Linked DNA regions of Zea mays: region 1 is linked to region 2. The links are chromatin contacts, called in public Hi-C maps. All regions are on one chromosome and are shown on one strand. The core of a region is the stretch at or near the end of the contact, and the rest is flanking DNA. Distances in the headings are between cores, read along the strand shown. Region 1 holds the start of LOC100191718. Region 2 holds the start of LOC103641117 (putative germin-like protein 12-4).

What was found. Hi-C and Micro-C count contacts between places; a contact is called where the count stands out from the background.
Region 1: a Hi-C map of tassel shows a contact between it and region 2, with 4 times the contacts expected there. The contact joins the promoter of LOC100191718 here to the promoter of LOC103641117 in region 2. A contact is called at or near these places in 3 of 25 Hi-C or Micro-C datasets (ear, leaf and tassel).

The regions. Positions count from the first base shown.
Region 1 is chr10:60,456,816-60,463,064 of Zm-B73-REFERENCE-NAM-5.0, reverse strand. LOC100191718 reads right to left here and starts at 3,295. Exons shown (of 3, transcript NM_001137147.1): 1 at 2,910-3,295; 2 at 1,747-1,872; 3 at 1-1,659. The coding sequence starts at 3,242. The coding sequence ends at 124.
Region 2 is chr10:59,995,961-60,002,204 of Zm-B73-REFERENCE-NAM-5.0, reverse strand. It overlaps LOC103641117 (putative germin-like protein 12-4), which reads left to right and starts at 2,413. Exons shown (of 2, transcript XM_008664486.4): 1 at 2,413-2,643; 2 at 2,780-3,580. The coding sequence starts at 2,523. The coding sequence ends at 3,342. It overlaps LOC103641118 (lactoylglutathione lyase), which reads right to left and starts at 1,295. Exons shown (of 10, transcript XR_004853159.1): 1 at 297-1,295; 2 at 1-212.

The sequences.
Region 1 (6,249 bases), core at 2,046-4,545, 460 kb before region 2:
ATAGCTAGCTATATAGTTCTATGAAGCAGAAACACATGAGATTAAGCTACATACTACAATGGACAAGGGAAATGTAATAAATCCAATGCTTGGAATTTTATTTCGACACAGTGCGGTTCTAACTTAAGTTTTCTGGTTGAGCACATGGCGGAGCTGAATCTTCTGGCTCTCCATCCGAGCTTCAAGGAGCTTCGCCTTCAGGCTCTGCCTCTGAACCATCTCCATGCAACCTCTGAAACCCCGGTTGAGCTGGCTGTTCATCGAATCCGGTGAGCTCCATTGCGTGGTGCTAGGGGTGCTGTCCCCCATATCTAGATTCAAGCCTTTGGCAGTAGAGTACACACCATTTGGAAGACTTGCACTTGATAATCTCCCATTTATCATATCCGCAACATCTTTTGTACGGAATTCACAGTTTTTCAGTGGAGATGACTTCCACAGCTTTGATATGGCGGACTCTTTCTTCTTGGACTGTTCCATGTCCGTCAGGTACACACTGCTCAAGTCATCACACAGTTTGTTGGCCTGCTCACCCTCAGAATCATTTCCACTGGTCCACGAAATTCTGTCAAAGATCTTGTTGACTGAATGTTCACTTTCATACGGCGAATGGCTTGAGCCTTGCATCTCTTCATGGCTCATGGTCTCCCAGCTGCTTCCATCTTCCTTATCGCTCTCATCAGAATGGCTTCCATCTGGGAACAATCTGGCTCGATTTTCCAGAAATATATCAGCTGTTGGGCTAGCTTCTTGGATTTCTTGCTTTAGGCATGGTTCGGTTTCCTTTTTCTCCATCTCTTCACTTGGGCGTAGCTCTTCAAAGATGGCCAGTATATCTTCTGATGCTCTTGGTGGCTCATATGTGAATTCAACCTCTTGGTCTCTGGCCGACCCAATGGCCTGTACAATGTTGTGTGCGGCTTCAACAATTGTGCTGTCTCCTTTGGAAGAGCTGAAAGTCAAAATGAAAGCCTCCACCTCCTCCTGCAGTTTGCTCAACTGTTCATATTTGGCCTCAAGAGTGAGCTTGGCATCGACAAGTTTCATCTGCACTCGCTCCTCACGCCACACCTCAGCCATCTGTAGCAATTTCCTATCCTCATCCAGGTCGCCGCGTAGTTTGACAGAATCCTGCTTCAAGGCTTCGATCTCTGACTTGTGTTCCTCTATCTCCCTCACTAGCTTGTTGCACACCTCATCCGTGAGTTCCCGCGTCTTCTGCTCGTTGTCATACTCTTGCAATAGCTGCTTCGCGGCCATTTTGACCTCTTTCAACTCATCAACAAGCTTGAAGTTAATAGTCTCCAACTGCCTCCGGTTCTTTTTCTCATGCTCCAGATCAGCCTTCATATCTTCAAGAATGGCTTGAACTTTCTTGTGCTCTCTGTTCCGCCAAGCTGCTTTCTCCTCTGCAAGTTTCTTGAACAAGTGATTCAGTTGCTTCTTGGCTGAAAACCGCTCAGCTTCTAGCTTGCTCACTCTATCCCGTGCCTGCTGAAGCTCCAACTCAAGGCTAGCAACATAGCTACCCCCTTGCTGTTCCTCAACGAGATTTAGTTGGCTAGCAATCACATAGGCACCATCTGGTTCTATGCTCTTTATGTTTATATGCTCCCATTTTGTTGCATCCTCCACACCAGAGGAAAGACCAAGATGTATCTGCATGGTTAAATCCACTGGATTAGCTTGCAGTATGGAACGCAAAAAGATAGAAGCAATTTAGGTGCACATGATTTCTGGTTATACCTTGTGGAGCTCTTCACTATGTGGCTCCAGGACGGAGTTGGGGCTTGAAATGTCTTTTTTGAAACTACGGTGGTAAGTAAGAGGATTCTTGCGCAGGAGGTGAGCTTGTAGATGTCTCGGTATATGCTGTCATATAAGTGAAATCAACAAGTTAATATGAATGATCAATGGACTGCCACGAAGCAGAAAACAAACATTTTTAACATCTCTAACCAGCAACAAGACATCAATACATTGCTAACTATTTGATAGCACTCTCAGATTTACCCATCGTCTAAGTTACAACCTAAAGTAATTTCATCATAATGACAAATCAAAGATCTCAAGAAAAAAGGAGACAAAGAACGAAGATGAACTTGTCCCATGATTGCGCATATAAATCTGAGGTGACACTACTGAGTGAGTGGATCACTGAATCTTTCAGATCCTACCAGCAAATAGGATGAATGACAAACAAAAGTGCTGTATGGAACCCCATACCATCTTCTGAAACCAGGATCTATTGTTCATACCATGAATGGCAGTGCCATTGCAACCAAGAAGCTCAAGTGGGAACTGAACACATGTCACTTGGAAAGGAAGCAGTAGAGACTCCAGTAAATAGCAAAGGCACTCAAGCACCACAAGCAGGTGCGGGTAGCCGCAGGAGACAGGCTGGTTACTCCCACATCAAGAATCCTAGCGAGGTACATCCGTGCGTGCTTAATTGCACGGCACACCGATGATTCAATGAGCCAGGAGCAGATCACATGAGCGGGATTGGGATGTGTGCATCACAAGCAACGCGCCCATGGCCTGAGCAATAAATGCCACCCGCCGCATGAGACGGGCGCGAGGAGAGAGAACAATGAGAAGGGGAGCCGCCATAAATGGGGATCTGGGCTTCGATCCCACCGCCGTGCGACGCCGCAACGGCTAGTAACTGCTTCCAGCCACGAGCTGGAACGGAGGGAGGCCTGAGAACGGCGTAGTACGGTGGGTGGGCGAGTAGAGCGGTTTGATGAGGGAGGGGGTGCCGCCCGCCGTCCTGGATTCGCTTCCCCGTACGCCGAATCCGAGCTAGGATCCAGCAACATTCGAGCGGGAGCAGCTTAATCCGAGATAAAAAAAATTCTGGCTCCGTCACTGTTAACGGGCGAGCACGGGGTGGGAGGGGCGCGTACCTCGAGGCCGACACGGGAGGCGGCGTCATACTGGCCGGCGGTGGGTGCCTCCTCGGGTGGCCGCAGCCGCCACACCGCCGCGGCCAAGCGTCTGACGGAGGAGGGCGGGTCCCCGCGCGGCCTCTCTGCGTTTGCATTGCTCTCGCCGCTAGACGCGGCCCAACAGAGATGCGGAGTCTCGGGGCCGCCGTGGCGGGCAGCTCCAGCGGCGGCGCCTGCGTCAGCCGCGGGGGTGGTGGCTAGTGTGGCTTTGAGCGGGCGGCGGCGTCGGAGGCGGCGGGGCGGCGCGGGTAGAGCGGAGGAGGCAGCGGCGGGGCGTGAAGCGGGCGGCATTGACTGTGGGACCTTGTGTAGGGTTCCGGCGGTGTGACGGGGGCGGGATGGAGAGGCCGGGGAGTGAGAGACGTTGGAGGGAGAGCAAGAGGAGGGTTGGAAGCGACAAGGGCAGAGAATTAGGGGGGGGGGGGGGGGGGGGGGGGGGGGCGAAGGAAAGAGGTCCATTTTTTGCGGGGCCTATAAGGAAGTTGGCATTTATGAGGAGTAACTGTTAGTACCTGTTATATTTTATGATTATAAATTGCAAGTTATTTTAATTTTTTATATTAATAGTTTCTATGACTGTGTTATCAATATACTCCTCTCGCTGACAAGCCGACCCCACCCGCTAGCCGCACTCACCCTCGCTCTCTCGCGCCTGCGCACCGCTGACAAACTGACCCCGCCAGTCAGCCACCTTATCGTCCTCGCCGCGCACAGCTTCAGCGCGATCGCCGCCGGCCACCGTCCTCTCCCCCTCCCCGCCTGCACTCGTCGCACAGAGAAGTTGACACCGCTTCATCCTTCGCTCGCTGTGGTCGCGTCCTCGCACGGCCCCGCCCCGCCGTGAGGTCCCGTCGTCGCCGCTGTGCACCATTACTTCGTCGTTGTGCACCTCACTGGCGTCCACCTAACACCGCTGCTCCCCTCCCCTCGGGCGCCTATAAAAAGGCTGCCTCGAGCTCCTCCATGTCCCGCACCGGCCTCGGCCACTCTTCTTCTCCCTCCCCGAGCTCCACCGCACCAGCTCCGCCGCCCCTCCCTCCGCTCCGCTAAACACCTCCTCCTTCCCCCCCACTCTCTGGTTGTTCAGCGAGAAATTCACTAGGCTCAACAGCTTCGCCACACCACCGCGGGCTCGGAACACCGCTCCCCTGCCCCCGATCACCACCCAAGCCTCACCGGCGACGATTCCCGCCACGGAGCTCCGCCACCCCACCGTGATCAGCTCCCTCCCAGCCTCCTTTGGCAAAATTGGACCCACCCTTAAGCTCGCCAGCCCCTCCTTGTGCTAGGGCGCCTGCCCGATGCCCAGGAACCGGGTCATCGGCGTTGAATCGCCGTTGAACCCGCCGACAGCCGGGTTTTCCCCCGCGGGTCGACCGGTTCGCCCCTGCCCCGTCGGCCGCTGACACCGTCTCCCCTCCCACTCTCCCTGGCGCGTGGGCCCCGTGACCACGACATTGTTTTCTCTCGCGCCCGTGCCGTTTCTCGCCCGTGGGCCGTGCTGGGCCGGCGCGCTCGCGCCCGCGCGCGCCCCTGCACCCGGCTGGGCCGGAATTCGCCCCCCGGGCCACCAGAGCCGAAAATCCATTTTCTTTTTCTTTTCCATCTTTTTCCCCTTTAGTTATTTATATCTTGATATTTTATGTACCAAAAATTATCCAAACACTTTCTAAGTCACATAAAATGATAATGTTAGGAATTTGACACACTCCACTCAGTAAACCACTGTTTGATGTATTGTTTATTGCCTGTTTTACTAGAAGAAGCGGGGACCGTCGATCCGGAACCCGTAGCCCCGGAAGAAGGGCAGGAGCCCGACCTCCCGGAGATAAATCTTTTGTGCCAGGAAAGCTTCGACGAAGGCAAATCCATCCTTCCCTTGATGCATAATTTACCTATTCTTTCTACCACTACCTAAGTCGGGATTACGGGATGGAATATTTGCATTGTGAGCAGAGAGATAGCCCGCATTTACAAACATCTTTTGGATACAAAATGTGGGATGGGAAAAAGGGCAGTGTGTTTCACTAAGTAAGGTTTTCAAAAAGTGTGCAATGAAGGGTATTCACCCTCATCACCTTGTGAGTGGGATGATCAGGGACTTCCTGGTTTAGGGGAGGGCCTAAGGTGAAGGCTCAGCTGGTTTAGGAGTGAGCAGAAGGATTGTCCCCTCATATAAGGACCGGTTTGTCATCTTTCACTACATGTACTCACGATAAGTGCAACCACTCGAGACTGTGTGGGCAGTCACTCAATCTGAACTCGTACGGTCCAACCCCAGGGTTATGAAGGTTGGGGAGCACCGGGAGGATAAGGAGGGGGAATGTTTTGTCCGGTTTGGACATGGCGGTGGCCTGACTCCTTCCAGTATAACCGTTAAGGTTAGGACGTGCGAGGAAAGAGAGATCCGGCATTCGGGTCTCACGACAGTGAGATCGCAGAAACCGGATTAGTGGGTAAAGTGTACACCTCTGCGCAAAGTTTGAAAACCTATTCGAATAGTTCGTGTCCACTGGTATGAACGAGTCTGGTAGGGTATGACAATTAGTGTTTTACAACCTCCGGGAAGAAGGGAATGTGTGTGTGAATGCGTTCTTAGAAAAGAAAACGATGCCACGGGAGCGGGAAGCTCAGTGGTGGTTGAGTATTGTGTTGTTTCTATTTCCTTGGGAAAAACCCTAAAAGTACTGCCTTTCTCTGAGAAAAAGAAGAGTGACTTCAACTCCACCATATAAAGCATGTATGACATAGGTCCCTTTCTCTTTATGGGAGCGGGATGGGCTTGCGGAATACCTAGTGTATTCACCCAGATTTATTTATGTTTTTCAGCAGCCGAAGACTTCTTTTCCGCTATGCTTGATTGAGAGGGCTGTGTCTGCACCCAGTTCTGCCTGTGGCTTGGGCTAGTGTATCTTCTACTGTGCTTCGTATTCTGGCTCTCTCTCGAGCTTGTACCCCGGTATTGTAATAACATTTATTCAAACTCTATACTATTTGAAGTAAGGAATATGGTTACTAGCCTCCTGGGACTAGTAATTGTATCACATTTGAGTCCCAACGGATCGGGACTAGGGATGGATCCGGATATTTATTCGGATGTCAAATTTTTGGTCTTCTTTCTTCGATTATGAATAAATAACATATAGAATTTGCTATGTAAATTTATATTCTTGTTTTTAGCATTGAGGCTATTAATCTTCACAAAAAATAAACATTAAATTCATTCTATATATTTTTAAATAATTGATATAAACTTCGGATGTCTATTCGAATACGGATTAAGATGTTTTTTTCACCT
Region 2 (6,244 bases), core at 1,164-3,663:
GGGGGTCAGCGGCCAGCTTCTACAGAGGAACGGCGAGGACGGAGCCAGGCAACGGCGCGACGCACGTAGGACGCGAGACCTCCGCAAAGTTGGTCAATTCAACTGCAAAGTTGGTGTTCTCTGGCCCAAAGCCAAGGAAGGCGTTGGTGTACTTCTCATCAGGAACATCCCTTTTCCTCAGCAGTTTCATCCCAAAGCATTCTGTGTAGTACCTACCAGAATCATATTATGTCACATAAAAAAGCATAATCATAGCTGCAGGTGTTGCAAATGTCATTTACAATACAACAGCATACTTGATTGTGCGGTCCAGATCCCCAACACGGTAAACTGCATGGAGCATCCTCTTGCTGTCCTGTTTATGCCAGTCAACCACAACCTCAGCTGCCTTCGAGGCTTCACTATCGGTTGCCATCCCTGATTAAAGAGTTGCACATTTCATAAGAACAAGGGAGGAAAGTGATCTTAAATAAAACGAAGAACGAAAGCATCAAGCTTTCATATTGCTTGAAAACCCCTCTTTTTCTTTCAATAGAGGAATATACATCTCAATTACTCAAAGCTTTTCTCTGAAAAGCAGAAGATTATCAGAAATATCACGCTTTCCTATACACTAAAGGATCCGTGCTCAAATGACAGAACACAAGGTGAATGGACCTCCTTTTTTTTCACGGTCCATTTTTCATCCGAATGCCAACCTACATCTAAATCTTTTTTTATACTGAAAAGGACAGCAGCACGGGTTGCAGCTCAACCAAATCAAACACACAAAGATGCAAGGCTCCGCCTTGGAGAACTTTGAGGATGCATTAGTCATCTATCCGACGGACACACAGCAAAATGAACGAAGATGGAAGTCCTAACAAGGTAGGAACCCAAATCTAGGGGCGCGGCCAGCCATCTAGGTGACCACGCGGGGGGCGGCCAGACGGCCAAGCGGAGGCGGGCGGGGGTCAGCGGCCAGCTTCTACAGAGGAACGGCGAGGACGGAGCCAGGCAACGGCGCGACGCACGTAGGACGCGAGACCTCCGCCTCGTCAACCGCTTGTTCGGAGCTAGGCGAAGTCGAGCTCCTGTCTTGTTCATTGAAGCTTTATTTAAGAGTGTTTCCAATGAGCTCGTGTTCCTTGGCCACCACGGCCGCGATGAGGCAGGGCCGGAGGGAGACGGGGCGAGCAAGTCGCGGCGGCAGCGAGGACTGGAGGCCGAGATCTGGGGCAGGGCAAGGGAGAGGGCGAGGTGCGACGGGAGAGGTAGGGAGGAACCACTCACAACTCGATTGCATAAAAAACTCGGGTCCGGAAGCTGGTTCCTGTCTGACGACGCCGTACTCAAGCCACACGTCGTTCGAGCTGTGGCGGACTGCCCGTGAAGCGCGGGGAGAAGCTCAAACTCCAACGGGTTTTAATAAAAGGTAATAAGAGGTTCTACTTATGTATATTCGACCACCAAAAATATTTGGTGAGGAATATGGCTGGATTGACATGGTAGCTACCTGCAAAAAAAAACTCGGACGATAGGTGAAAGACGGTCCCCACGATATTATTAAAAATGAAGAAGATCTTAGCTTATGATTTGAACCCTTCCACGAGGACCCGTCCACTATAGGTCAGTCCATCTCGTGTGCACACAACCAGGAAACCAACGAGTGACCCTTTTTAAGCTTAGCTGAAATTCGCTCCCATTGTGATTCAAACTCAGAACCTAAGAACCGCTACTAAGACCACCTCTAACCAACTCGGGTAGAGGCCTTTTCGCGTAGCCATCTGCAGGGAAAAATTATCTACATCCCGGATTCAAACGCACTCCTTTACAGTCCCTCACATCCATCATCTGTAGGTCCACAATACAGATCAAAATTTGCAATTTAAATCTTTGTTAATTTGTTTTTCTTCTATTTATGTGGTCTATAAGAAGTGGATGTGGGGGACTGCAAAGGAGTGTGTTTGCATTGGGAATGCAACGAATTTTTTCCCTACATTCAGGGGTTAGCTTTTTGTTGTTTTTTTTTGCTGGAAATTAAAGAGAACATCAGCTCCCGGGAGGCTACTCTATTAAAAAAGGCAGTATGAAATGAATTAAAAAAAGTTATTATTCGTATCTATCCGATCCATCCTGTAGAACATACGTACGACAATCCCACATCTAACCGTTAACCCTAACAAGCTAGATTTTCTTCACCAATCACAGAACCAGCAGTCAGCAACAATGTCTTATCATCATGCATGACGTGAAGACCACAGTCATCTACCTGGGACCATGGTAGTAGATATTGATCTAATCAAATCCGTGTGGACCAAATCAAAACAGTTGCTTTCACGGCAGGCACTACACCCTGAGACAATTTCTGTAGAGAAAGCCGGCCCGGCTCATTGACCACATCAGAACCTCAACTGCTCTCTACATATATATATGCATGTACCCCCGCATGGACAACGCACCAGCTCGCCATAGTTGTTTCATACACAATACAAGCATCCTCTCTGCTACTGAATATCAAATTCCACTCTGGGAAGATAGAAATGGCGTCTTGTAGCTTTCATCTTCTCAGCGTTATTCTCATCGTGATCGCTTCTTCTGGCGCCTGGGCTACGGATCCTAGTCCTCTCCAGGACTTCTGCGTTGCAGACAAAGAATCGCCTGGTATGTACCACACATTCTGCTGCAATACTACCAAGGCAAAAAACAATTTGCAGAAGTTTATAACTGGTACTGAAGGAACATGAAACCAGTTTGATTAGCTTTCTAACACTTGTATGCCACTTCATTGATGCTGCAGTACGTGTGAATGGGTTGCCCTGCAAGGATATTAAGGATGTCAAGGTCGACGACTTCTTCCTAGCAGCCGACCTCGACAAGCCAAGGGATACGACGATGAGCAAGGTCAAGTCAAATGTCACATTGATCAATGTGATGAAGCTGGCCGGCCTAAACACCTTGGGCATCTCCATGGCTAGGATTGACTATGCCCCTCAAGGACAGAACCCACCACATACGCATCCCCGTGCCACTGAGATCTTAACGGTTCTTGAAGGATCACTCTATGTTGGTTTTGTCACATCTAACCCAGACAACAAATTCATTAGCAAGCTACTCAACAAGGGAGATGTTTTCGTGTTCCCCCAAGGTCTAATCCACTTTCAGTTCAATCCAAGTCATGATAAGCCAGCGGTTGCCATTGCCGCACTCAACAGCCAAAACCCTGGTGCCATTACCATTTCTAACGCTGTATTTGGATCGAAACCACCAATCGCGGACGACGTTCTTGCCAAGGCATTTCAGGTGGACAAGAAGGTTGTGGATTGGCTCCAAGCTCAGTTTTGGGAGGACAACCATAACTAAGTGAAGGAGGCTATTGCCATTGTTTTTACACACCGATGTAATAAGTAACAACACTATTTTCATTCATTTGTTTGATGTAGCAAACTGCTATATACCTTTTGACATACATATGTATTTTGTTAAAATGTCAAATGACCACAGTTATAAACGTGAAATCTTATATTGATTGAATCTCTTTACTTCATTGATATGTAATAGATTTCAACTAATATGGCATGAACACATCATGATTAAAACATGTCTTGATCCATTACCTGGAGTAAAAGTAGGTTAGCATGAAATTTTGCATACACGTCTGTGTCCATAGACCATCCAACTCAGCAACCATCATTCAAATAATTAATTTGATGTCACACCAAGCATGTGAATGTGACCCTAGAGAGCCAAATCTTGAATTATACTATGACAAAAAGATAAACTCAGCTTATAGATCATGTTGATGGCTTGGTATTCAAGTTAGAGGTAGTCTTCGTCCCATGGGGTGGAATCCTTCATATCATGCACAATGAACTCCTCATAAACAACTACCCAAATCTCTTCTCCCATTGGCCTAGATATATGCACACATCCTCCTCTTTCAATAGTTAAACCCAATGGAATCAAACAGGGGTGGCTTGACCATAGGGTTAGTGTCCATCTCTTCACATCAAAGGTGGTTGGACATTATATCATTGATTGTTGACTTGGTTTTCATACTGCTGGAAACGACTACTAGGATCAGTAGAAGAAGGTGAATATCTTATAAAAGTTTATTTCATGGCACTACTACAACTAGGATGGGTGTAAGTAAAGATGTTATCCCTAATAATTCTATGTCTATCCTAGCACTCCAATGGAATCCTCTTACACAATTCTAGTGAGCAAAGTAGATAGAATCTATATATAACACCCTGAATTTAGGGGTATAAAATTCTATTCTAAACACCCATGAAAATTCAAGTGTTACCCTTTTTTCTTCATTCTGTCCTAATTTATTTCTTCCTTATTTGAGAAAAGATAGTTATTTTAGGTATGCGTGTAAGGCTGGAGTGTAAAATCTTATGGGGGTTACGAAATGTTGCATCATGCTGGAAGTCTTATTTTATTTTTGCTTGATTTGCATTCATTTGATCAATGAATTCACTCGAGTTTGAATTCAACTAGTAGGAATAAGAGAAAACAAGATAAAAGAAAGGAAAGCCCCACAGCTAGCCCCGGCTATCCGGCCTAGTCCCAGCCGGCCACGACCTAGTTCCAGCCAACCCCGGCTGCCACTTGCCCAGCCCCAGCTAGCCTCGTCTAGGGCCAACTAGTCACAGCCAGTCACGCGTTGGCCAAGCCTAGCCTAGCCGTGCCCAGCACTCCTAGCCGTCACCCCGCCTTGGCTCTACAGCCAGGGGCCCCTCCCCTAACTGCCCTCACGCCCATGACGCTAAGAGGAGCATCACCCGCCCCTCCCATGTCCCTGCCAGTTCCACCGAGACACACCCCTCCCCACGCACAACCGCCTCACCGATCGCCCAAGCCACCAGCGACCCTGCCTCGCCTCTCCCCAGCCACCCCTGCGTGTGGCGACCTCACCCAGCCGCACTGTGCCTACTTCCGCCCGAAGCGCCCTTCACCAGCCAAACGCTGCCCCGAGATAAGCAACCAGCCATGGCCATCTACCCCCTAGACGAGCCCTAGCATGGTTACCCCCAGCCCCTCATCTCTTCCCGTGGCGTTGCCTGTCCGGCCACCGGCCAAACCTTCCCACGCATTGCACGTCTTCGCCGCGTGTACGTTCGTGCCACATGTTGTAGCCTACACACCATTGTCGCGTTCGCGTACTGTTAGCACGCCGATTCGAGCATCGTTTGCACGTTGTCACCATGCCGATCCACGCGTCGTTCGCGCACTGTCACCATGATGTTTTCTGCGTCGTCCACATGCGTCATTAAACCGCTTTGGAGGCTGGCGCCACCATTCAGCAGGGCCAGCACAGGCGCTGCTACCACACCTTAACCACAGGGTAGCCAATTGTGGTAACTTTACCTACTTACCTGCATGTAGGCGCGACATTGAAAGAATGTAACATCACATTGCTAAAAGTAAATCTACCAATCCTTATACAACATGTATGGTCACCCACACATGATGACAGTAGACTTGTCCCGGTCTGCATTGTCCTACACTTACCTTTCTTACCTTGGCGTAGAGGCAAAGTGAACCAAACATTACTATTCAAACGAATGGCATAAAACAAACACAAGTACGTAGGAATCCCCCCAAGTTAGTAATTTAATTAAGCCACCTGATTGTCCTTAGTTTAGCGCATAGAAGAGGATATCGCTAGCATTATAGTTTTCCAAATCCGATGTTTTTCAAAACTAGATAAGATGTTCAGATGAAAATAGGTTTTCCAAATTAGAAACCTTGTTTTGAAAGTACGTATGTGACCATATTATATGTAATCATCCTCTGATACTAGGTATGACAGAACCGCCCAACTTATAAGAGCTTAATCACAAAAACAACCGCCTCACAATTTGTTAACGTACTTGAACACATATAAACCCGGCAGTCCGCTGAGTATCCCGCAGGACCTCGGTAAATTAACTCTCAACCAATATCGCAAGATTAAGTAAATACACATGACATACAAGAGTTTTGTAGTGGAAATAATATTACAGTAATTTACCATTAGTAATTTGGAAGTGGATACAAATATGTTTTGAAAGCAATATAACTTTTGAGGAATAGGGTTAAAAACCATAAGTTTCAATACATTGCTAACTTAGTGACAATCCTCATATAGAACATAGATGAGATACTTAGAGATAAGGCCAAGCCCACCGGCGCTTAATCCACCATCCTCAGGTGGTAGACCACTCAGTCAAGCCACATCAACAATCATGTCATCAATAGAAGTACCTGAAAACTT